2 separate regions of the Ovis canadensis genome follow, and region 1 is linked to region 2. A link is a contact called in public Hi-C data. All regions are on one chromosome and are shown on one strand. The core of a region is the stretch at or near the end of the contact, and the rest is flanking DNA. Distances in the headings are between cores, read along the strand shown. Region 1 holds the start of CREBBP (CREB binding protein). Region 2 overlaps TRAP1 (TNF receptor associated protein 1).

The links. A called contact is a pair of places that touch in the nucleus more often than the background predicts.
Region 1: a Hi-C map of fibroblasts shows a contact between it and region 2, with 5 times the contacts expected there. The contact joins the promoter of CREBBP here to the enhancer-like site in region 2. A contact is called at or near these places in 2 of 2 Hi-C or Micro-C datasets (fibroblasts and lung).

What each region holds. Positions count from the first base shown.
Region 1 is chr24:18,424,250-18,428,396 of ARS-UI_OviCan_v2, reverse strand. CREBBP (CREB binding protein) reads left to right here and starts at 1,605. Exons shown (of 31, transcript XM_069570662.1): 1 at 1,605-1,967. The coding sequence starts at 1,883.
Region 2 is chr24:18,282,295-18,286,930 of ARS-UI_OviCan_v2, reverse strand. All of the region lies in intron 2 of TRAP1 (TNF receptor associated protein 1), which reads left to right. Among named protein-coding and RNA genes, the nearest start is that of TRAP1, 15 kb to the left of the region's middle. Within about 2 kb of position 1,785, the one cell type or tissue checked has open chromatin away from gene starts, as enhancers often do. A contact at or near this core is called in fibroblasts, where this site is marked.

The DNA.
Region 1 (4,147 bases), core at 356-2,855, 140 kb before region 2:
AGGCAGGTTGCTCGGTGGGTGGAGAGGGAGGGAGGAGTCGGCGCTGACTCTCAGAATTCTGGCTTAGGGAACAGGTTGCTGGTGATACCTTTCAGATAAGGGCTTCGGATGAAGCGCTGGCAAGTTTTGAGAAGCAGATAAAAAGAACTGAGATGTGTGAACACCTCAGATTTTTGTGGAACCATCCTGTGGGGAGTGGCCAGGCGGGCCGATCCCCCTGGGACCCCACACCTGTCTGGAGCACCTGAGGGCTCCAGGAGGTTGTCGTGGGGCGGCGAGGGTAGCGCACCAAGGCCCGTCGAGGCCCTAAGCCCTGATGTAATGGGGCCTTCTGGGCCTGGGGACAGGCTGAGAGCGCCCGGCTGGAGGACAGCGCTCACCACCTCGAGGCAGGTTGAGGGTGTCGCACCTGGCGCCCCCGGGGCATCGGGCTGCGGAACAGGGGCTCAGAAGCCTGGCGACGCCCCTCACATCTCGCGGGGGCGTTCGAATTCCGGCCCCGCCACTTCCTGCCTCAGTTTCCCCACTGCACCCGCTCGCAGGCGAACCAGAGGGCAATGTGTAACCTGCAGAGGCCACGATACATCGCTGGCATCCGGCGAGGGGAAGTGGCCAGGCCTAGTCGCGGGGCAGCGGGGAGAGAAGCCGGGACTGAGCAGAGTCGCCCTGCGGGACAGGCGGGCCCTGTCACAGCCGACTCCACGCCCAGGGGCCCGGCTTGAGGCCAGGCCGCAGCCAGAGCTCTCACCGCCCAGTCGCCGTCAGAACAAAAGTGGCGGCGGTGCCGACGCCCGGCGCCCCGCAGGCCGGGCCCCCGGCCGGCAGTCCGGCCGTCCCTCCGCCCGGCAGCACAACGCACTGCAACCGCGCCTTCGGCCCTTTCCGTCCGAGCGCGCTCGGCTCTTTCCGCCGCGGCCGGCGCAGGTGGAGGGGGCGGGGCGGGGGCCGTGCGTAGTGACGCCGCGGGGGGGTGACGCACCGGCGTGCCCCGCCCCCTCCCCCTCCCCGTTCAGGCTCTGGAAAGAGAAGAAAAAAAACTTTCTTTTTTTTTTAATTGAGGAATCAACAGCCGCCATCTTGTCGCGGACCCGACCGGGGCTTCGAGCGCGATCTACTCGGCCCCGCCGGTCCCGGGCCCCACAACCGCCCGCGCACCCCGCTCCGCCCGGCCGGCCCGCTCCGCCCGGCCCTCGGCGCCCGCTCCAGCGGCCCCGCTCGCCTCTCGGCTCGGCCTCCCGGAGCCGCGGCGGCGGCGGCGGCGGCGGCAGCGGCGGCGGCGGCGGCGGCGGCGGCGGAACGGGGGGTGGGGGGGCCGCGGCGGCGGCGGCGGCGGCCCCGCTTCGCGCATTGTTTTTCCTTACGGCGGCGGCGGCGGGCCGCGGGCGGGGAGCGGAGCCCGGAGCCCCCCGGTAGTCGGGCCGCGAGCGAATTAATTAAGTGGGGCGCGGGGGGGGGGGAGCGAGGCGGCGGCGCGGCGGCGGCACCATGTTCCCGGGGACTGCCTGAGCCGCCCGGCCGGGCGCTGTCGCTGCCAGCCGGGCCCGGGGGGGCCGCCGGGCCGCCGGGGCGCCCCCGCCGCGGAGTGTCGCGCTCGGGAGGCGGGCAGGGGATGAGGGGGCCGCGGCCGGCGGCGGCGGCGGCGGCGGCGGCGGCGGCGGCCGGGGGCGGGCGGTGAGCGCTGCGGGGCGCTGTTGCTGTGGCTGAGATTTGGCCGCCGCCTCCCCCACCCGGCCCTGCGCCCTCCCTCTCCCTCGGCGCTCGCTCGCGGCTCGCGCTCGCTCCTCTCCCCTCGCAGCCGGCCGGGGCCGGCGCCGACCCCAGCCCCGGAGCCCTCGCCGACCCGGCCGCCCGCGCTCGGGGCTGTTTTCGCGAGCAGGTGAAAATGGCCGAGAACTTGCTGGACGGACCGCCCAACCCCAAACGAGCCAAACTCAGCTCTCCCGGCTTCTCGGCGAATGACAGCACAGGTGAGAAGGGGGCCGGGCGGGGGGCCGGGGCCCCGGGGGTTGCTTGTCAGCCCCATCCGGAGGTGAGTGCCCCCGGGAGACCCCAACTCGGCTGCGGGCTGTGCGGGGCCCGCGGAGCGAAGGCCCGCGCAGCCCCTTCCCCCGGACCCCCGCCGCCGAGGGGGAAGTTTGTCGGAAGACTGTCATGGGGCCCGAGTGGGGCGGCACATGCCCGGTGCGCTTGGATCGCCCGGAGCTGGAGAGCCCTCCTCGCCGGGAGACCGAGTGGTACTTCCAGGGAGGAAAAGTAAAGTGGAGCGTGTGTATTCTGCGTGGTGATTCCGTCTGCCTCCCACTGCCGCCGTGTGTCCGTCCACACAAGCTTGGCTGGCTGGAGAGATGACAGCGGAGGGTACGCTGGCTAGTGAGAGAAGGAAATAGTGCTGCCGAAAGGAATCCCGAAGTGTTTTCTGAATCGGTAACATATACACAAGGCTGCGACCAGAGGACTTTCCTAACAGCAGCCAGCCCGTGAGTTACGACTTATAAGTTTCTTGGAATGTGCTTCCTGGGAAAATGCTTAGTGCTATTTTGAAAACTCTTGTCGCTGGTCACCTAAGCCATTCCATTTTTCGCAACCCAGAACTTCTTAGCAAGATGTCATAAAAGTTGCTGTGGAGTGTTAATTTCACGTGTATAACTTCGGAAGAAAGTTAAACAGCAGATTCATCTGGGCTGCAGTCTCCAGGGGAGCTTGTGGTGTTCTTACAATGTACATATATATATATATATATATATAAATTATGTTCAGGAATGTAGGAATTACCATTAAAAATTTATTTTTATCAGAATATTGAATAAATCGTTTAAACAGCTTGTCTGGAGACCTTCTTCGGTACTCCTATCAGTTACCTAAGAGAAGTAGTTTAGTTTTCTGTAGGTTTAATGATTCTGGGTTCTTCTGGGCTGGTTCACGGTAGCGTTATGTACTAGTTGTGTTTCCTCTTTCAGAGCTCTCCTTTGCAGTAAAACACAAACTTGTGCTCTGCTGCCCACGATTTGATTCCCAGCGCTGCTTGCATTTCTCCACTACGGTCTTGCAGTAGAAGCATCTGAATATCAGTTTATAATGAATGGGTCCAAATTGAATTATATTGCTGCAGCAGTGCCTTCAGATTTGCAGTAGACACAGCTGTTCAGCTTGTGCAAATATTTCTTTGACCACTAGTGTTTTTCTACTAGTGGTCTAAATATCTCTTTATCCTGTTGAGACAAAACTTGAATTTTGTGGCTGCAGTTTTAATACAATTCCTAGACTATTATTTAATGTGGAAGTGACAGAAACAATCAAAAACAAAAAACATATCAGTCGTGAGATTCTTGTCTGGTTGAAATAAATTTGTTAAGCAGTGGAGAGGAATGAGTAAGTCTGGTGGGTGATTTTAAGTCACTAATAATACTCTATTTAAAAGCTGATAAAAATTGAGTTTGATGTTAATTTTTAAAAATCGGCTTATCTGAAGTGAGAGATGTGGAAACAGGCAAGAGTTAAATGCTCTGATTTCACTCCATGAAAATACTATGGTTTTACTGCAGAATAGATCTCCTTTGCTTCATTAATCTTGACATATTTGAGTGAAAAATCTTTGAACATATGAAATGTAGATCATACCAGACGAGTTTGGCCTTGAAGCTTGTCCTCTGAAACTGGTAACTTTTGAATGGCTTTGCAGCTTTGCTATTGTTAAATGAGGTTATTTTAGATTTTGTTTTATAAAGAGGGACAAATTAGTAACATGATACTTTAACAGAGAGGCTTGTTGCACTATATACTTTCAGCTGTTTCCAGGATGGTGCACAGTGGATTGGCCTTTGGGGCAGTTCTGTTCCAGGATGGTTAGATACTTAATGTGCTGCTAATCACAACAGAGTTTTATCAAAAAGGATTTTCTACTCTTGACCACTTTTTCCCCTTATTTGACCCTTGTAAGGCGCGGAGGCTCTTTTGTGAATGTGAAACCAAAAAGTCAGTTTTTAATGACTCTGTTTAAATAATCCAGAGAATAAATTCACCATTATATTTATGTTGGGCCCTTGGTTGCATATTCGTCACTGTCACATTGTTGTGAAATGGTCCGTTAGTGTGGGGGCCATGGAAGGGGTCACCATTGAACATGTTAAACAAGGTGTAACTTTGTCTC
Region 2 (4,636 bases), core at 536-3,035:
GTGGGCCCGTGTCGGGAGGCACCATCACCTATGAGCCCTCCGTTGATGGACATTTAGGTGGTTCCCAGGAATTTGCTGTAGTATATGGCCTTTCATCTCTCTTTGTATTCAGGTTCAGCTGTATCCACAGAATAAAGTCCCCAGATGGACTCTCCAGATTAGAGGTTTGTACTCTTGACTTGATGTGAGAGTTGGACTGTGAAGAAAGCTGAGCGCCGAAGAATTGATGCTTTTGAACTGTGGTGTTGGAGAAGACTCTTGAGGGTCCCTTGGACTGCAAGGAGATCCAACCAGTCCATTCTGAAGGAGATCAGTCCTAGGATTACTTTGGAAGGAATGGTGCTGAAGCTGAAACTCCAGTACTTTGGCCACCTCATGTGGAGAGTTGACTCATTGGAAAAGACTCTGATGCTGGGAGGGATTGGGGGCAGGAGGAAAAGGGGACGACAGAGGATGAGATGGCTGGATGGCATCACTAACTCGATGGACGCAAATGTGAGTGAACTCCAGGAGTTGGTGATGGACAGGGAGGCCTGGCGTGCTGCGATTCATGGGGTCGCAAAGAGTCAGATACGACTGAGCAACTCACCTTCCACTGGCCTCAGACCGTTTCCCACACCCTGAGTGCTGTCCCCACAGGGTCACCAGAAGTACGGTCTGGAAAAGTAATAGCTCTGCGGACTTACTGTCATCTGAGCTGGTGAAGCTTAACCATGGTTTGAAGTAGAGCAAAATGCCAAAGCGGGGGCCTTCACTCAGGAAGTATTGATTAGGTTGTTCAAGGCCTGCCAGATTCCCTTTCCTGCCGCTCCTCCACTTCCCACCTGCAGGCCGGGCTACACTGAAGGCTTATCCTGCCCTCCCAGCCTTCAGGGAGAGCTGGCCCTGGCCCTGGCCCCATTACATCCCACAGGCCTCGGGGAGCTGCTCTGCTTAGACTGGTTTCCAGAGGCTCGTGTGCATCTGTTTGCAAGTCCAAAGTGACCCAGCGGGGTGGAAGCTGGTGGTTAGCTCCCCACCCCAAAGTCTGTCTGCTTCCCTCCCTCCTTCCTTACCCTCTCCCTCCCTCTCCTCTTTCCTTCCTGCCAACCTCCCTTCCACCTCCCTCCTGTCCTTCCTTCTTTTGGTGAAAGGCATGCCATCTAAAAAGGAATGCATGTTTCTAAAAGCAGCATAAAGGAATCCCCGCTGCCCACCTCAGGAACAGATGCCACCTTCCCTCTAGGGCACTGTGCGCCCTCCCGATATGTCCCTTTCTCTCTCCCCGCAGAGGTGACCGCTGACTTGAACAATCTGGATCTTATTCCCTTGCCTTTCTTCTTTCTTCTGCATGTGTGTTTATGGATAGATGCACATACGTACACACACAGTTTGTTGAAATCATCCTGTGTATATTCTGCTGTGACTTTCTTGGGTCAGCGTTGTTTTCGTAGCTTTATCCGGGGTAATGTGCATCGCCTGCTTCCTCGGTTGTGTTACTGTACCTTCACTTCTTTAGGTGTGATTCCTGCCGGAAGCGTGTGTGCTGTTGGATCGTTTGGTGTGCTCCAGGTGTTGGCTGTAAGAGGCACCCATGGCACGTTCTGTAAGATTCCCTCACGCGAACGTGCTGCCTCTGGTTCCTCCATCCTTGGCACAGGCATGGGGCTGCTGCTCGCCCAGGGCTTCTGGGTGTGTCCTTGTGCAGGCATCCTGCCCGCGGGCGCACGGGTGCGTTTCCATAGGGTGCGTGACTCATGTGGAGTTGCTGCGTTTAGGGTGTGTGTTTTTAATCCGCACTTGACTTTTTCAGAGTGGATCTGGGTTTACATTCCATCAGCTCTGTGAGACTCCCCACTGTGCTGTATCCTCACCAGAGCTTGGCATTTCCAGATGTTTTAAATGTTTGTCAGTTTGATGGTTATGAAATGATATTTCAGTTGTGATTTTTAACTGCCTTTTAATGGATTGCTAATAAAGTTTTTTCTATGGTTTATTAGCCATATTTCCTTTTCTGTGAAATGCTGTTTTTATTTCATTTTTTTTTTTTTTTTTTTTTTTGCTTCTGTCTTTTTCTTCTTGATTGTAAAGAATCTACCTGCAGTGCGAAAAACCCAGGTTCAATCCCTGGGATAGGAAGATCCCCTGAAGAAGGGAAGGGCTACCCACTCCAGTATTCTTGCCTGGAGAATCCCCATGGACAGAGGAGCCTGGCAGGCTATCCAGTCCACGGGGTCGCAGAGAGTCAGACATGACTAAGCAACTAACACTTTCACATATGTATTTCCGATGGGTGCTGACCTTTTATCAATAATACCCTTTGTCAATTGTTGCACATGTGTTCTCCTAGTTTGTAGCTCACCGCTTCACTCTCGGCCCGATGTTTGTTTTTCAGAGGGAGATGGAGTTTTTGTTTGTTTTGATGAACAGAAGTTCTTAATTTTAACTTTGTTAAATACCAGTCTTTTCCTTTATGAATTATCTCAGTGTTCTGTGAATGAAGGTGCATGGGTCAAACTAGACTTACTGTTTTTGTAAATAAAGTTATATCAGAGCATGGGTATGCCATTCTTTCATGTGTTACCTGTGACCACTCTCCTGCTGCAGCAGCAGAGTTGAGCAACAGGGCTCAAAACTCCTAAAATATTTACTGTCTGGCCCTTTAAAGATACCTGCTTCTTCTATGAGAGTTGTTCCCTAATTTCTACCAAATGGAAATGGATGAGCAAGTCTGTCAGCACCTTTTTCCCATCAGCACCTTCTTTTTTTAATATTTATTTGTATTTCTTTTATTTGGCTGTGCCAGTGCTTAGTTGTAGCACATGGGAGCTTTGCTCTTCCTTGTGGCATGCGGGGCCTTTAGTTGCAGCATGTAGGATATAGTTCCCTGACCCAGGCCCCCTGCGTTGGGAGTGCAGAGTCTTAGCTACTGGACCACCAGGGAAATCCCAGAAGCCTCTTATTTGCAGCTTTTATATTTCTCTCTTTTGGTAAACTTGCTCATGGATTTCATTTTCCAGATTAGCAAAGAGTTGCAAAGTAGCTATCACAGGCTAATTCTGGTTATAAAACAGTTATGTTTGGTTCAAACCTTTTAAAAAAGTAAATGCAAGCGTTTAAAGTCAGATTTGACATGAATATTTGAGTTTCTGATTTCTTTTGCAAAATTAAAAGTTCAGAGAGTCTGGGCCTGCGTGCTACAGCGGTGACGCTCTCTGAGGGCGGAGGTTGGCTGCCTCTGCAGACGCCGTCCTCACAGCTGTGCTCCCAGTCGCTCCTTTATTCCGAGCCCGTTACTACCGTTTCTTTTGCTGCATTATTTTTTGTGTAGTAGAGTTAATTATATTGATTGACTGTTTACAGGCCTACTTCACATTATAGTGCTTTGCTTCATTGCATTTCACAGATAATTGCATTTTTTACAAATTGAAGATTTGTGGCAACCCTGCGTTGAGCTAGTCTGTTAGCACTGCTTTTTTGATAGCATCTGCTCACTTCATGTCTGTGTCTCCCAGTATTTCAAACCTTTTCATTATTTTTATATTTGTTACAGTGATCTGTGATTTTTGATGTTTTTGCTCTTGTGATCGTTTTGGGGTACCACAAACCACAACCTGTAAAAAGTGTGATAAAATGCTATCAAATAGCATCACATACTACAGAGAAACCTTTGTGAAAGGGAGAGATTGAGAAATTGCCACAGGCACTCCAGCTTTCAGCACCACCACCCTTATCAGTCAGCACCCACCAACATCAGAGCAAGACCTCCACCAGCAGAGAGATTGGGACTTGCTAGAGTCTCAGATGATGGGTGGCATTTTTTTCTTCTTTTTCTTTTTTTTTTTTTGATGGGTAGCATTTTTTAGCAATAAAGCATTTTTCAGTTAAGGTCCATATCCTGTGTTTTTAGACGTAATGCTGTTGCACACTTAATAGACCATAGTATAGTGTGAACATAGCTTTTATATGCACTAGGAGACCCCCAAATTTGAGTGACTTTATCTCGGTAGCTGCTTTATTGTTGTGGTCTAGAACTGAACCTGCAGTATCAAACCAGCCTTGCATCTTTGAGGTAAACCTACTTGGTCATGATGTAGTATCATTTTTATATTTTAATGGGTTTTCCTTGCTTATATTTTATTAAGGACCTCCATGTCTGTGTCCATGAGGGATATTGGTGTATTATTATTATGGTGTGCGTGTCTATGTGATGTCTTTCTCAGGCTTTGATATCCTCAAAAATTGAAGAGAAGCAATTTCTTGTTCTATTTTCTGAAACTTTGTGTAAGATTGGTGTTATTTCTTCCTCATAACTGATAGAATTCAGTAGAAATTCAGGGCTTCTTAGAATTTGTGACAATACCCTTTATGGTATTTATGATGGGTATTCTCTTCTTTCTTCATCAGTCTAGCTAGGAGCTTATCTTCTGTTGATCTTTGTCAAGAATCAACTTTGGCTTTGTTCATTTTCTCTATTACTTGTCCATTTTCTATTTTATTGATTTCTGCTCTTTGTCATTTCCTCCTTTCTCCTGTGTTTGGGTTTAATTTTGTACTTCTTCTTTGTTGTTGTACTTTAAGGTGATCTCTCAGGCCGTTGGTTTTAAGCCTCTTTTCTAACATAAGCATTTAAAACTATAAGTTTCCTGCTACATGC